2 separate regions of the Gossypium arboreum genome follow, and region 1 is linked to region 2. Evidence: chromatin contacts called from public Hi-C data. All regions are on one chromosome and are shown on one strand. Each heading gives the region's core, a stretch centred on a gene start, on an enhancer-like site or on the middle of the called end of the contact. The rest is flanking DNA. Distances are from core to core; before and after follow the strand shown.

What was found. A called contact is a pair of places that touch in the nucleus more often than the background predicts.
Region 1: a Hi-C map of leaf shows a contact between it and region 2, with 2.5 times the contacts expected there. The contact joins the promoter of LOC108458381 here to the promoter of LOC108486323 in region 2. A contact is called at or near these places in 2 of 5 Hi-C or Micro-C datasets (both in leaf).

The regions. Positions count from the first base shown.
Region 1 is chr8:121,386,299-121,393,141 of ASM2569848v2, reverse strand. It overlaps LOC108458381 (protein PHOTOSYSTEM I ASSEMBLY 2, chloroplastic-like), which reads right to left and starts at 4,491. Exons shown (of 5, transcript XM_017757748.2): 1 at 4,100-4,491; 2 at 3,305-3,405; 3 at 2,947-3,112; 4 at 2,287-2,379; 5 at 1,376-1,803. The coding sequence starts at 4,175. The coding sequence ends at 1,673.
Region 2 is chr8:120,721,882-120,728,915 of ASM2569848v2, reverse strand. It overlaps LOC108486323 (E3 ubiquitin-protein ligase BRE1-like 2), which reads left to right and starts at 1,848. Exons shown (of 20, transcript XM_053031758.1): 1 at 1,848-2,204; 2 at 3,315-3,366; 3 at 3,499-3,660; 4 at 3,747-3,834; 5 at 3,979-4,209; 6 at 4,344-4,511; 7 at 4,731-4,924; 8 at 5,015-5,098; 9 at 5,210-5,329; 10 at 5,409-5,595; 11 at 5,673-5,833; 12 at 6,331-6,402; 13 at 6,727-6,803. The coding sequence starts at 3,358.

The sequences.
Region 1 (6,843 bases), core at 3,242-5,741, 660 kb before region 2:
ATTAAAGTAAGTCGTATTGGGGCAAATCAGTACCGACACCAATGGTTACTGCACCAATACTTCATAGTCATAGGTGATGAAAGCACCAACAGATGCTACAAAATACAAAAGTACTGTTAGGGCTCTTCAATAAATTTCTTTGGCTCGACCTGACATCATGTATAGCATGGATAAAGTGAATCAATTCATGCAAGAGCCATTGATGAAACAATCGTCACTTGTTGGTCTTTGAAGAAAGAGAATGAGACGCGCATGTTGATATTAGAAGCTGAATACATAAGTCTAGCTAACACAATAACTGATGTGACCATGTGTTGAGTTTTAAACTGATTGGAACACTTGTGATTTGGTGCCAAAATGCAAGTGCAATGCATATTGCTGCGATTCGTTCATTCCAAAATCGCCTAAGTCAACCTAACCACCACAAGTGAGGATTCCTTTAAAATTCTTCCAAGGCACCAATTTGTATAGCGGAAGCAATTGTGCCAAAAGAAGCTACAAAAGAACAACAGAAAGCCACAGAAAAAATACACGAGAGGGGTTTGAGTAAATGCTCTCCAAGAATTCTATTACTCTTAAAAATTCAAGTTACAATGGATGATTTACAAGTGAGGGGAGGTTCTCTATTTATAGTTGAGCTCCCCCAAAACCTATAGTCCAGATTAAGTTACACCGACAGACGAGATTAGCCTATCCTTTGATTTTAGGGATTTACAAGATTACATAATATCAAATCAAATCTAATCTTTTCAAGATATGATTCCTATCAATCTTCTAAGATTAGTTCTCATATTTACCAAGGTAGCCTATGTTGCCATATCTTTATCATTAGGCCACCCAAACTTCAATCTGATAGGCTTCTCCAACAATTTTTTAAATTGGGCCAATTCTCCTGGGCTAAATGATCCCCATCTAATCGATAGACTTCCATGGGATACATCTTGTGCCATGGTCACGAGCTTTGTAATTTAGCTCATGACATGTACATTTTGTTAGGGAGAAACTAGTACAGGGATAACTTTTGAGTCAATTATGTAGGAGCCAAGGAACAAGTTACCGATATCTTTACAAAACCCCTGACAGGCTACTGGTATGTTCTCTAGAACAATGCCAGTCAAATATTGTGTACAACAATTGGAGAGGAGAAAAGTGATGGAGGAATATTGGAATACAAATAGGAGTTAAGCTGATCAAGGTTAGCTTAACGTGTCAAGCCCGTTAAACTAAGGGTTGTTTTTTGAGCGGAAGAGCATATATTTTCTTAATAAACAAATATTTCTTGAGGAAAATTCTCTCAAGTCTTCCTTGATTTCTTTTCATTTTCTGCTTTGCTTCATGTTTCGATGTATTACTTGGTCATGCTTAGCAACTTAGCTAGTTATGAATTGAATAATTACATTGATGGTTTCAAATCAAACATGAGTCACCTTGAAAATTACAACAAAAGGAAGAAACAGAATCTAACAATGTGGTCTATTGTCCTCTCCATATTAAACAAAATGCCAATAAATTGCTTACAAAGATCAAAATTGTATTGTTAAAACAAACCAGATTGTAGTATTTAGGTCGGGAAATATTTTCCAAGTTTCACTAAAGTAACCGATAAGTTTTCTAAACTAAATTACCATGATGCCAACGACAATAACATCTGGGTCCAAGGGGCATGACGGGTCTATGAACTTGGCAAAAGTCGACCGTTGTACATCTTGTCAAGCAATTTCTGTGCATCGGGCCTCCTTAGAAGACCTTTGTTATTTGGTAAACCGGTACCTAAACAAACAGGACACACCAGTTTCCCCCGACCTGCACACAGTAGCAACCAGTGATCAGTTACATAAAAAATTCTTCTATATGGACAATTGGGAAAGGAACATAAAATTTAGAAGAAAATTTCATGACAGTTTAGAATCTCAAGCTACACAATCGGTATATGTTAAACATAAAACAGACATCGTTCTTTGCTACATGCTTATGCATCCTTGTTTGTACTCAATAGAATTGGACAATAACAGCAACTAGATCATAGAAAGGTGCGTATTCAACTTATTTGTCATCAAGTATCATAACAAATGCAATTCCGCTGTATTCTGAGGTGCTGACATGAACACATGTTCATGATTACCAATTGCTTTTAAGAGTAACCCCTAGGCAATCAACCATAACGTGGATCTTCAGATAAGTGCATGCTCAAGGCAAGTCGTATAGCAATCCAAAACAAGAAAAACTAAAAATAGTTGGTTGCTATAGCAAATTAAGAAGTAATGTTAGGGGAAGAAGACTGCATACCATAACAGTTTGGACATTCAGTAAACTCGTAAACATCCTTAGCACGTTTCCTGTTGAGAGCTTTCCATTTTCCTGTACCACCACACATATCACCTAAATAAAGAACAGATTAACATCTTGTGAATCAAAAAGAGGATTAAAAATTTCACTACTGATGTCTGCAAGTTTTTTCTTCTTCTACTTCAAACATGAATAAAAACATGTTAACATGTCAACAACAGAAGAGACAATTATATGTGATGAATAAACTAAAATCTAAATTCGAGCCAAAATACTTGCATTCAACGAGCACTTTCGCTGAAAGATCAATATAATTTGATTAGAAAAAAGAGTCCCATGACAGTCAGCCATGCAGCACAACTAATCCCCGCAGGACAAAGAAGAAAATAAACTACTCTAACCGGTTTGTTAGTTGGCTATTATCTAATACATAGAAATCAATAAATGGTGCGAGGAATTTTGCCCAATTGAAGGCTAATCTTTTTATCATACAAGACGAGCAATCAGTAAATCATAAACAAGAGTTCGTATGTCTTTTGCCGATGTCAGGAAGCAGGGTAAAGGACAATCTCAGAAAAGATTATAAGATGCATACAAGGGTGGTTCACTTGGTTAGACAACAAAGTATCATACAAAATAAACTGCAAAAGTGACACTCACAAAGTACAGCACCACTCCCTGCACAATTGCGGCATACAGCCCTTTCATTCCCATCCATAGCCATTGCTGATCCTGCAGAAGCAGAGCTGCTAGAACTGCTGATTAAAGCTAGGCTTGAACATAAGCATGTAAGACACATACGCCGTGATGTTGGCAACTCAGCTGCCTGCAGAAAATGTTGGAACCTATTAACTATAAACAATGTAGTAAATAATGAAGATTCTACCCAATTAGTGCAAATCAGACATATAAAATAGCTTTAGACTCTTTGGTTTCTGAAACAAATAAAAGATGGTGTGTGAGTAGTCAATTTGAAGAGTACTAACAAAATAGATGTTGGAAAACAAATAAGTGAAACCTTCTTCTTATCAGGTTCCAATGAATCATTTGAAACTCCAGTTGTACAGCTCTCATTCTCCAAACTAGATCTTATCTGAGCTGAAACAAACCTTGAGCTTGCTGTCGTTAAAGCAATGAAAGACGGTGTTTAAAACACTTGTATTGTTAATGGAAATCCATAAAAACAAAAATACATGCATTGGCAGCAAAAGGAGCAACACCTCAAATTCATAGCTAATTGGAAAATCAAACATGAATGGATAAATTCAACATGTTTCTTTTCAAATAAATTGTATCATGATCCAGGAATTTAACAAAAAAATTCATATTGTGAAATTACTTTTGACTTCTAATCCGATTTTCAGTTGCAAAAATGGAGCCATCCTTTACATCCACACTCAAAGCATTTAACAGCACCCAATTCACTGGGGAAAAAAATCTGTACAAAACTTTCCATAAATTCTTTAGAAAAAAGATTAATTACACTCAATATTCTAATCCTTGAGCATCTTACACAACTTGCTACTTAGCTAATTCATATAAACAATGTACCAACTATTAATCTTTTTAAAAGTTAACAGAAAGGGATAAGATACCTTTAAGGAGCTGACCTAAAATGGAAATAATTCTAATAACTATCTAAAGTTTCAGAATTTGGATAAAAAGGTTTAGCCTGAATGTACAAAAAGAAAACCCCATGAACATAATATTATATGTGAAACTTCCATTGAAAGGAAATGAAAAGTTAAAAACAAGGCCTAGCTCCATTTCACAAATATACACAACTAAATATATAGACAAGGAAAGAACTTACAGTGAGGCGGGGAAGGTTTTAAAGTGAAAGTAGGAAGGTGTGGGATTGAAGAAAGATTGGAAGAAGAGTAAGCCATAACTAGACTCTTCTCTGATATTCACGATGTTTGGATAAAAAGGTTTAGCTTGAGTTCCTTTAAGAAGCTGATAACGCCATGCTGGAGCTACCCATGTATTCAATTTTTGTTGCAAATGGAAAAAGGTTAAAGTTTAGCAGATACCTAGTCTAAGTGAAACGAGAGAAAGGAAGAATGGATTGGATTTTCAATTTGCTTATTTTGGCTTGGAGAATTATCTGATATTCTGTGTGAACTCAATGTTTCCTTCCACTAAGCTTCTGTCACCTCTGCACCCGTATCCTATTTCTTCGGATAATGTGATGCAAAGTCGTCCTTAATCACACAAAAATATAGGGTAAATTCCACCTATAATTACCAAACTATTAATAAATTTACCTTTTAATCATTTAACTTAAAAATTTACAAAATATGATTAAACTATTCAAAATATTTATCTAAAAATTCTATAAAAATTATATAGAAAGTTGGACCCTTTTGAAAGCTCAAATATATTCTATATTGTTGTCAGCCTTCCAGGGGCGAATGCAAAGGGTAGAATAGAAGGGTTAAATCTTACAAATAAAAAATTACATTTAAGTTTTCTCAATTATTATTAAATTACAAAGAGCCAAAGTATAAATTTACCATATATGAATATATAATTTCATTGTTTAGATATTACCATATATGAATATATAATTTCATTGTTTAGATAAGGACTAAATTGATAATTTTCAATTTTATTGAAGGGGTCAAAGTAGATTTTTCTTACCTACCCCTTAAATTTGCCTTTAACTATAGGTATCCAGTATAACCTACCTTATTTTCTCCACATATTTTGATAAAAACAATTTGGAGCATTTTAATTAGAACTATCATGGTCGGGCCGGGCCGTCCGAAATTTGGAAGGATTTGGGCAAAAATATAGGCCCAAAAAATGAACTTGGGTAAAAACATAAGGCCCGTTTAAAAAATGGGCCGGGCCTTGGGTAAGGCATTTTTGGCCCAAGTCCGGCTCGGCCCGAATACACTAAAAGGAAAAAAAATCTGCATTTTTTTAATATTATTTTCTTATGGTTTTCTCCCTATTTTGCTACCATTTTACTATTATGTTGCTACTATTCATTGTTATTGTTTGGATATTGTATAAAATTTATTTTATTGTTAATTTTGTTATTATTTTAGAGACATTTGATTGTTAAGTTGCATCTATCTTAGTGTTATTTAAGTATATATATTTTAAAATTTATTTACAATTTGTTGGAAAATATTTATTTTGATATTTTTAGTATTTTTTATGCATTATTTATATTTTAAATTATATAAAAATAATATAAAAATTAATATGGGCGGTTAGGTTAGACTCGAGTTTTAGTATTTTTATCTGGGTCGGGCTTAGGCAAAATTTTAGGCCCATTTTTTGGGCCGGGTAGGGCCCGGCCTAGCAAACAAGCCTAAAATTTTAGTTGAGCCCAGCCCGAACCCAGCCCATGCTCACCTCAAATTTTAATAGCCCGTTAATTTATCGTAAACCGAAATTAATACTAAATATTAAATTTTATTAATTTGGTCTTTCAACTATAATTAAAATATTATTTTAATTTTTAAAACAAATATTTAACAATAATTTTAAAAATTTTAAAAAATCTTAAAATATTATAAATTATTAAAACTATTAAAAATTATGTTAAATTATATTTAAAAATTAGAATTTTTAAGGAAATTTAATATTATTAGGCTTTTAATTAAGTTCGGATTGATTTGGATGAGAATGAAAATTTTAGCATTATTGGGTTTTATTTATATCTTATTTCCGAGTTTTTTTTCAGAAAAATTAAATTAGTACAGTTTTCTAGAGTATATATATATATATATATATAAAAGTTCACATTTTCTTGCAAATTTCTAAAGTTTAACTATTTTTTTAACTATAATATTTTTTGAACTTTTCTAAAACTTAACTAAATTTCTCATTTTATATTCTTTTAATATTTTTGAATTTTTAAAAACATATTGATATATTTCACAATTTTCTATATATTTTTAAAAATTTAATATTTAATATTTTTATATTTTTAGAATTTATATATATATATATATATATATAACAAGGAAGCATGGTCATATGTAATTGACTGAAAAGTGACATATGGTATGTTAAAATTTTACTAATAAAATCATTGAGTGGTGAGAATAAATCTCGAAATAGCTTTTATTTAATTTTAATTCTCGTTTGGAAATAAAATAAAAAATAGAATAAAATCCGTTGAACGATGGGAATAAATTCTCAAACAGATTTTTTTCAATTTTTTTTTCTTTTTCACCTTGGTGTCTCGTTCATCTTGAATTAGAGAATTGCAAAATACTAAAATCTGTCTTAAGATTATTAGACAAAACACGTTAATGAACAAATGCATATATAGATTAACAACTATTATATAAGATAAAATAAATTAAATAATTTGTATTTAAAATATCAAATACAAAAAACCAATAAATAAGATTAAAAAACCAGAAATGTAATGCCTTGAATAATTTATTTCTAATTCTATAACTATTTGACATAATTGTGTATTTGCTTCAGTGGTTAAGTGTTCTAGATGTGTATGAGAGGTTTTGGGTTCAAGTTTCACCTTTGATAATTTTGTTATTTTTCTAATCCAATCCTTACCCTTGTTGAGTGGGT
Region 2 (7,034 bases), core at 599-3,098:
ATATGCCAAGTTATAGTTTTGAAAAGTAAACGATTATCGTTGTTGCTACAATGACGATACACAATTTTATCCGAAAACATGTCGGTCAAAATGATGCAGATTTTATGGAATACGAAGATATTAACTGGGCGTATGAGAATATTATTGATTTAGCAAATGCGCATGGTTGAGAAAGTGATGATGATGATGACGATGATGATGGTGATGATGACGGTGAATCAAACAATTCAAGTGGTCTTGAAATGAAATTAATAAGAGATGCTATAGCTTCTAGTTTAATGAATTCACTTTAAATTGTAAATGCTATTGTAAAATTTTTAGTATTTATATTTGGTATATAAATATTGGGAAAGGATTGTATGAAACAGTGACGCCACATCATCTGTATCCTTTCCAATAATTTTATGCCACATCAGTACTCTTATCCTAAATTTCAGGATTTTATCCTAAAAAAATCAAATTCAAATTAAAATACTGAAATTCAGGATAAAATCCTAAAATTCAGGATAAGAATACTGATGTGGCATAAAACTATTGGAAATGGATACAGATGACGTGGCGTCACAGTTTCATACAATCCTTTCTTATAAATATTATCCCTTTTTGAAACTTTAATCCAAATATATGTAATATTTTAATTTGCTAGGTTTATGTTTTCTATGTTATGTTAATATTTAATATGAGTTATATATTCAAAGTATATTTTAAAATAAAATAATACAAATGTGTTAAAAACATTAATTAAAAATAAAAAATCATTTTAAAATAATACAATTGTGTCACTATCTAATTACAAATATTTAATTATTATATTTAAATATTTAAATATAGTTTATATATTCTAATTAAATTTAATAAATAATTAAAATAAATTACTTAAAAATATTTAAAATTAATATTATATATTAAAATATTAACAATAAGTTATAATAAATTATTTTTATATATTGGTAAAATATCATAATATTAACTAATTTGAACATTATTTAAATATATTTGTTAGTTTATAATATCATGTCTAAAATGGACATTTTATTTCTTAAAAGCACTTTTTGACAACAATATTAAACACTCAAATTTTCAAAAGCACTTTTTCATAACACTTTTCAAAATATTACCAAACAGACCTTACGTATGAAATCACAAAGGGATGATGGTGATGGTGACGCTGATAACCTAGAATTTCAAATTGCACAAATATTTATATTTTTAGAGTATAAAAGATTAGAGATTTTCTATTATTTTACGGTTTACTTCAATATTTATCATATATAAATATTATTTATTAATTTATTAAAATTCTTTATTCTATCTAGATTATTTATTAAATTTAGTTGAAATTCTTTATTTATCTCGTTAATTTATTAACTTCATTTGAAATTATCTAGTCCTACCTTTTTAATCTAATCAAATTGTTTAAGTTTGAATCAAAATTATAAAGTTTAATTTACAAAAGAAGGTTACATGTCATGAAATTAAATACTTCATGTCGCCTCTAAAATGTTACAAATTTTATAATAAAGTTTTAAAAATAAATATAATATATTTGAATTGCGAATACAATCAACTAATTTAAACCTAATATAAACTATAAATTTTTTACAAAATCATGGTTGAATCGTTAAACCCACTAATTCTATTAAATAATTTTTAAAAAGTTATAAAAATAAAAAAATAGAAAAAACTAATGAAACCGGTTAAACCAATTTAATTAGATCATATTAACTCACCCGTCAACCGATCAATATCTCTCCAAACTAATACTTCGACAACTTATTGATCCAATCGGTCTAATCGGCCGGTCTAATTTGGTTCAACCAACTATTTGAAGAAGGTTGGTTGAAGAGCAACAAAGCTATAAGGTTAAACGCCACCGTTTTAACGGGTGATGCATCTTTCTTCTGCTTTCTTCTCAATATACGACTCCGTAGAAAGCAAATTACTGGAATCTATCATTCTCGGAACGAGTAGAGTTTGTAAGTTAGGGTTTCCAGTTAGGGTTTTGGGAACGCATGATGATTGGGATTTGATGGTGTGGCGAAAGAGTAATCAAGTGTAAAAGAGAGGGGAGGGGGTGTAAATCGCAATCCTAACTGCAGTAAATGGAAAGCTTTGAATCTGAAGAACCAGAGAAGAAGAGGCCTCACTTGGATTCTCCCGCCATGGCCCGTAATTCCTCCACTTCTCCCAACCACACCAAATCTGTAATCTCTCTCTCACACACTTTTTTTTTCTTAAATATTTTGTTTTCCTCTTTAATTTCTTGATAAATTAATGGGTTTGCATGATTTTATTCGCTTTCTTTTTGAGCTATAATTTCTCCTCAAATCAAAATTGCTCTGGAATACATTTTGTTTTGTCCTGTCGCCCGGAAGAATCAAATGTTAAAACTGAAATATTGAATCTTGGGACATTACTTTCGACTGTTCACAAAATGGAAAGTTGATCTAAAATTTTTCCTGCTATTAGTTTTCTTCTTGGATGCTCAGTTGTATTCGATTTCTTCATGGTCTCTGGGTTATTCATGGAAAATTTTAATTTCAAATGCTTTCTCTCTGCCGTCGAGACAGTATAGGAAGAGAAGGGGAATTTATTTATTACTTGTTGTGGATCAATTTTGATTTAATTTATTGTTAGTGGTGGATAAGTAGTTTGCTGCGAAACTCGATTCCCCTTCCCCTGTGGGTCTATACGGGGAAAAAGGAAAACAAGCTCTTTCTCTTAGCGATTTACCCATAATCAGTATATCACTGATATGCTTTTGTTTGTTTAGATTTGCGGATTTAGGGTGACACACCAAAATTAAGGGTTTTAAAAAAAAAAAAATCTTTTTTTGACTTAATTTATCTGCTAGGGTTATGTAACTCCAATTATTATTAAATTGAGCTGATAATGTGAATAGTTGAAGTAGTTTGCACTAACCGAGTAGGTTTGCTGCATCAATGCTGTATATGTCAAATGGAAATATTGTAAATTAATGAAATGTGATGTCTTTTTCATCATCTCAAATTATTTGAGTTGCCTATTTGGATCTATCTTAGAAATTGAAAATTTCCCTAAACTTCTAGTTATATTCTGGTCTCTTATCTGGTTCAAACCATTCCTAGACTTGTCATGAATCAGTTTTAGGCATCTGATTATATGCATGGGCACCATAAATCCACCAGTTTGCACATTTTGTTGAGTTGATAAGCTAAGCCCTGAGCATAACCTAATTCAATATCAGGCATACCTAAAGATGAGTGGAGATATACTGTCCCCTGCCACCCGATTGAATTTGCCTTTCACTTTTTATCCATGATTTGATTTTTCAGAGTGCCATCTTATTATCACTATGATATTTCTGCATACACCCCAATGTGTAAGGTTGGTGCACATGTCAAGTAAATTTAAAATTGATAAAATCCGTTTTTGAACTTTTTCCCTGCATGTTTACAAATTTGTGTTTTTAATTCTCTCATGCATTTTATTTGATATAGAGGAATTCTTTTTATCCAGGTTGATGCGGCAGTTCTCCAGTACCAGAATCAAAAACTTGTCCAGCAGTTAGATATTCAGAAACATGAGTTGCATGATCTTGAAACCAAAATTAAAGAATTAAAAGACAAGCAAGCCTCTTATGATGATATGTTGATAACTGTGAACCAACTCTGGAATCAGGTATTTTTTTATGGCACTCTTTTACTTTCATCTGTTTTGATCATTATGATTTTTTTATAGTTCTTTTTTGTTACTCTACTCTATAGTTGGTTGATGATTTGGTCCTGCTTGGAATACGAGCTGGAGGAGGCCATAATGCTTTACGAATATTGGACGAAGCTGACAATTCTCGAGGTTCAGATCAGACTAATTTTTTGTTGAACAAATTTACTTTTGTGTGTTTTTGGAGTTGGGAGAGGTAGTGCTGTGTCTTTTAATAGTAAAAAGTCAAAGTGTAAGTTCTCTCAAATTTACAATACATTAACTTGCCCTCTTTAGGTTCTATTCCATCGTGCCCTGTGGAGGAGATGTTTCTTTGTAGGCTTCTAGAAACAGATTTTATTGATAGTAATGACAAAGATGGCATTGCAAATTATGTTGAACAAGTCTTATTTTCACGCCATTCATCCACTAGGGAGTTGATAAAATCTCTGGAGGATACCATCTCTGCTGAGAGGATGAAAACTGAGAGCATGACTCTTTCTTTGCATGGGAAATTATCTGTTGAAGGTTAGATGATTTCTTCATTTCAGTTGCTTAGTAATTTGTCATTTCTTGTGTTTTTCATGAAATTTTCAGCAATTTCTTCATTAGCTAGTGCTTCTATCTGCAGTTTTACATTGATTATTATATATCGCTTGCAGACACTATAATGCAGCTTTCTAAGATTGATGACATGATGAAAGAAGAGGCCAAAAATTTGCGTGAGGTGATTGACACTCTACATTTGAAGCATAAAGAGTATGCTGATGGGATTCAAACATATATAAGCAGCCATGCAACTGATCAATCTGAAGTTAAACGTCTTCAAGGTCTCTGCTAGTTCTTTTAGAAGATATTTGTATTTTATACACTATTTATCAGATATAGATGCTTGCAATAACTTCCTAACATTTATAAATGCAATTCTCGGTAGCAAGTTTAGTACCAACTGATTGGCAATCTGGTTGTTTGTTAGCCATTGCCTAGATTTTCTTATTTTTGTCTTATCATGATTGTATTTTAAAGCTGTAGTTTATTTATTCTGGAAGGTGAGCTGGAGGAAATCATGGCTGAACTTGAAGAAAGCAGAAGAAAACTAGTTGATCTGAAAATGCAGAAGAATATAGCATCTGGGATGCATGCATCAACTCCAGTTGTAGCAAATGGAAGCTTGTCACCAGAAAAGCCTGGAGATAAGACAATGGGCTTGCGGGAGATAAAGGATTTGATTGAGGAGACAAAGGTATTGATTTACGTAACTGTGTTTTTCTTAAGCTCTCTCCCTCTTTTGGTGACTAATCTTATATGATATGTTACTAAACAAGTGTTGCAGATAGTGGCAGGAGATCGACTTTCTGAACTTCAAGATGCACAGGAAGAGAACCTAATCTATTCAAAACAACTGAAGGATCTTCAGGTTTGCTTGGATTATTGATCTTCGAAAGTTGATTTTTCTTTCAGTTGAAGTACCCTTTTCAATAAAGCTACATATTGTAGTAGTTTAATTTGCAAAATTTTACTCTCATAGAATGAATTGAAGGATGACAAATTCATACAATCCTCTCGGCTGTACACTTTGTTAAATGATCAGCTCCAGCATTGGAATGCTGAAATGGAACAATACAAAGCGCTTATAGATGCCTTGCAGGTTAAATTGCTTGATATACTATTTCATATGCTTTGGTTGCTTGAGTACTTTTTGGTCTGTTTTGAAAGTATAATTTCAGACTGATAGGTTTCTTGTCATGAGGAGGGAGAAGGAACTAAATATGAAAGCTGAGACAGCAGATGCTGTTAGGAATACAATTAATAACGCTGATTCTAGAATTGAAGAGCTGGAGCTGCAGCTCCAGAAGTGTATCATAGAAAGAAATGACCTTGAGATTAAAATGGAAGAAGCTATTCAAGATGCAGGTAAAATAGTAAATTATAAGTTTAAGGTGGAAAATCCTGGATCTTTTGTCTTACACAAATGCTGTTTTTCTCCCCAGGAAGAAATGATATTAAAGCAGAAATTCGTGTTATGGCATCAGCTCTGTCCAAGGAAATGGGAATGATGGAAGCTCAGTTGAATCGCTGGAAGGAGACTGCTCATGAAGCAATTTCCTTGCATGAAGAAGCCCAAGCACTAAAAGCTTTGTTAAGCGATAAGGTATTTATCCTGTCTTTACTTCCCTTTGGGGAATAAAATTTGAAAGTAGCTTATATGGATGGAAAGTCCTTAAATAGTTGTTTTTATATTATTTCAACTATATTTTCCAGCGAAAGCTTTGAGATTAGTTTGATGGGTTGCTTTTGTACCAAGTGGTGGAACTTGATTGTCTGATAGAATATCATTTTGGAACTTCAGAATTGTCTGTTTATGGACAGCCATGTTGATTTTTGTTCTTTCAATGACTTGTACTGAGTCATCTACCTGTTTTATTAGTGTTTCATTTGATTATTGAGCATGTGACTTGTAAAAAATTGTGGTTTTGGATAACATGGATTTATATTTCTTAAATTTAATCTATAAAATAAAGAAAAATTGTAGTAAGAACGTTGAATGTTTTGGCACTTTTTGTGTGCTAATTGTCAAATTTGTGTTTGCTGGTAACTCGATCTGTGCAATCTCTAACCAGTGTGCTTTTGTCTAAAATTTTCTGATAGACGAATCTACAAAAGCACTTGGCAGAAGAGTGTGCTGAACAGATTGTGGAAATCAAATCTCTGAATGATATGGTATGTCTTGTCTTTTTGGTTAATTCAGGTTACTTTTCTCTTCTTTTTGTCCATTACAATATTGGGGGAAGGTTGAAATTGAGGAGCTGGGGCTGCAATCCCTGCTTTGATGGAAATTCCAGCGACCTTTCCTTGTTACCCTTAAGTGTTCCTTTGTTTTCGATGACTACTGAAATAATACTTTTTCTTTTTTTTCAAAGTTGTCTGCTCTTTCTCCATATTGTGTGCACTTATAGTCAAAACTATTCATATTGCCATCTTCAGAAATTTGATGCATATGACTTGAATTGACGTTCATTACTGAAAAACATTCATTTAATGCAGATTGAGAAAATGCAGAAGGAAAAGTTGGAATTGCAGATCTTCTTGGACATGTATGGCCAAGAAGGCTATGATAATAGGTATGCTAATTTGAAACTTTATTAACACACACACACAAAAAGAAAGTGTAAATGCAATAAAGGAGAGTAATCTTTTTTAGTTCTATGCCATGCAAGCAGTGGATATTTGGTTAAATCTTCATCCGGCTTTATGTAAATCTTCTTAAATTGTGCATTTCCTGTTATGTCTGCTTGAAGTGAAATAAACCTATAATTAATTCTCTTGAAATTTAGAAGCAAATGAGTGCTAAA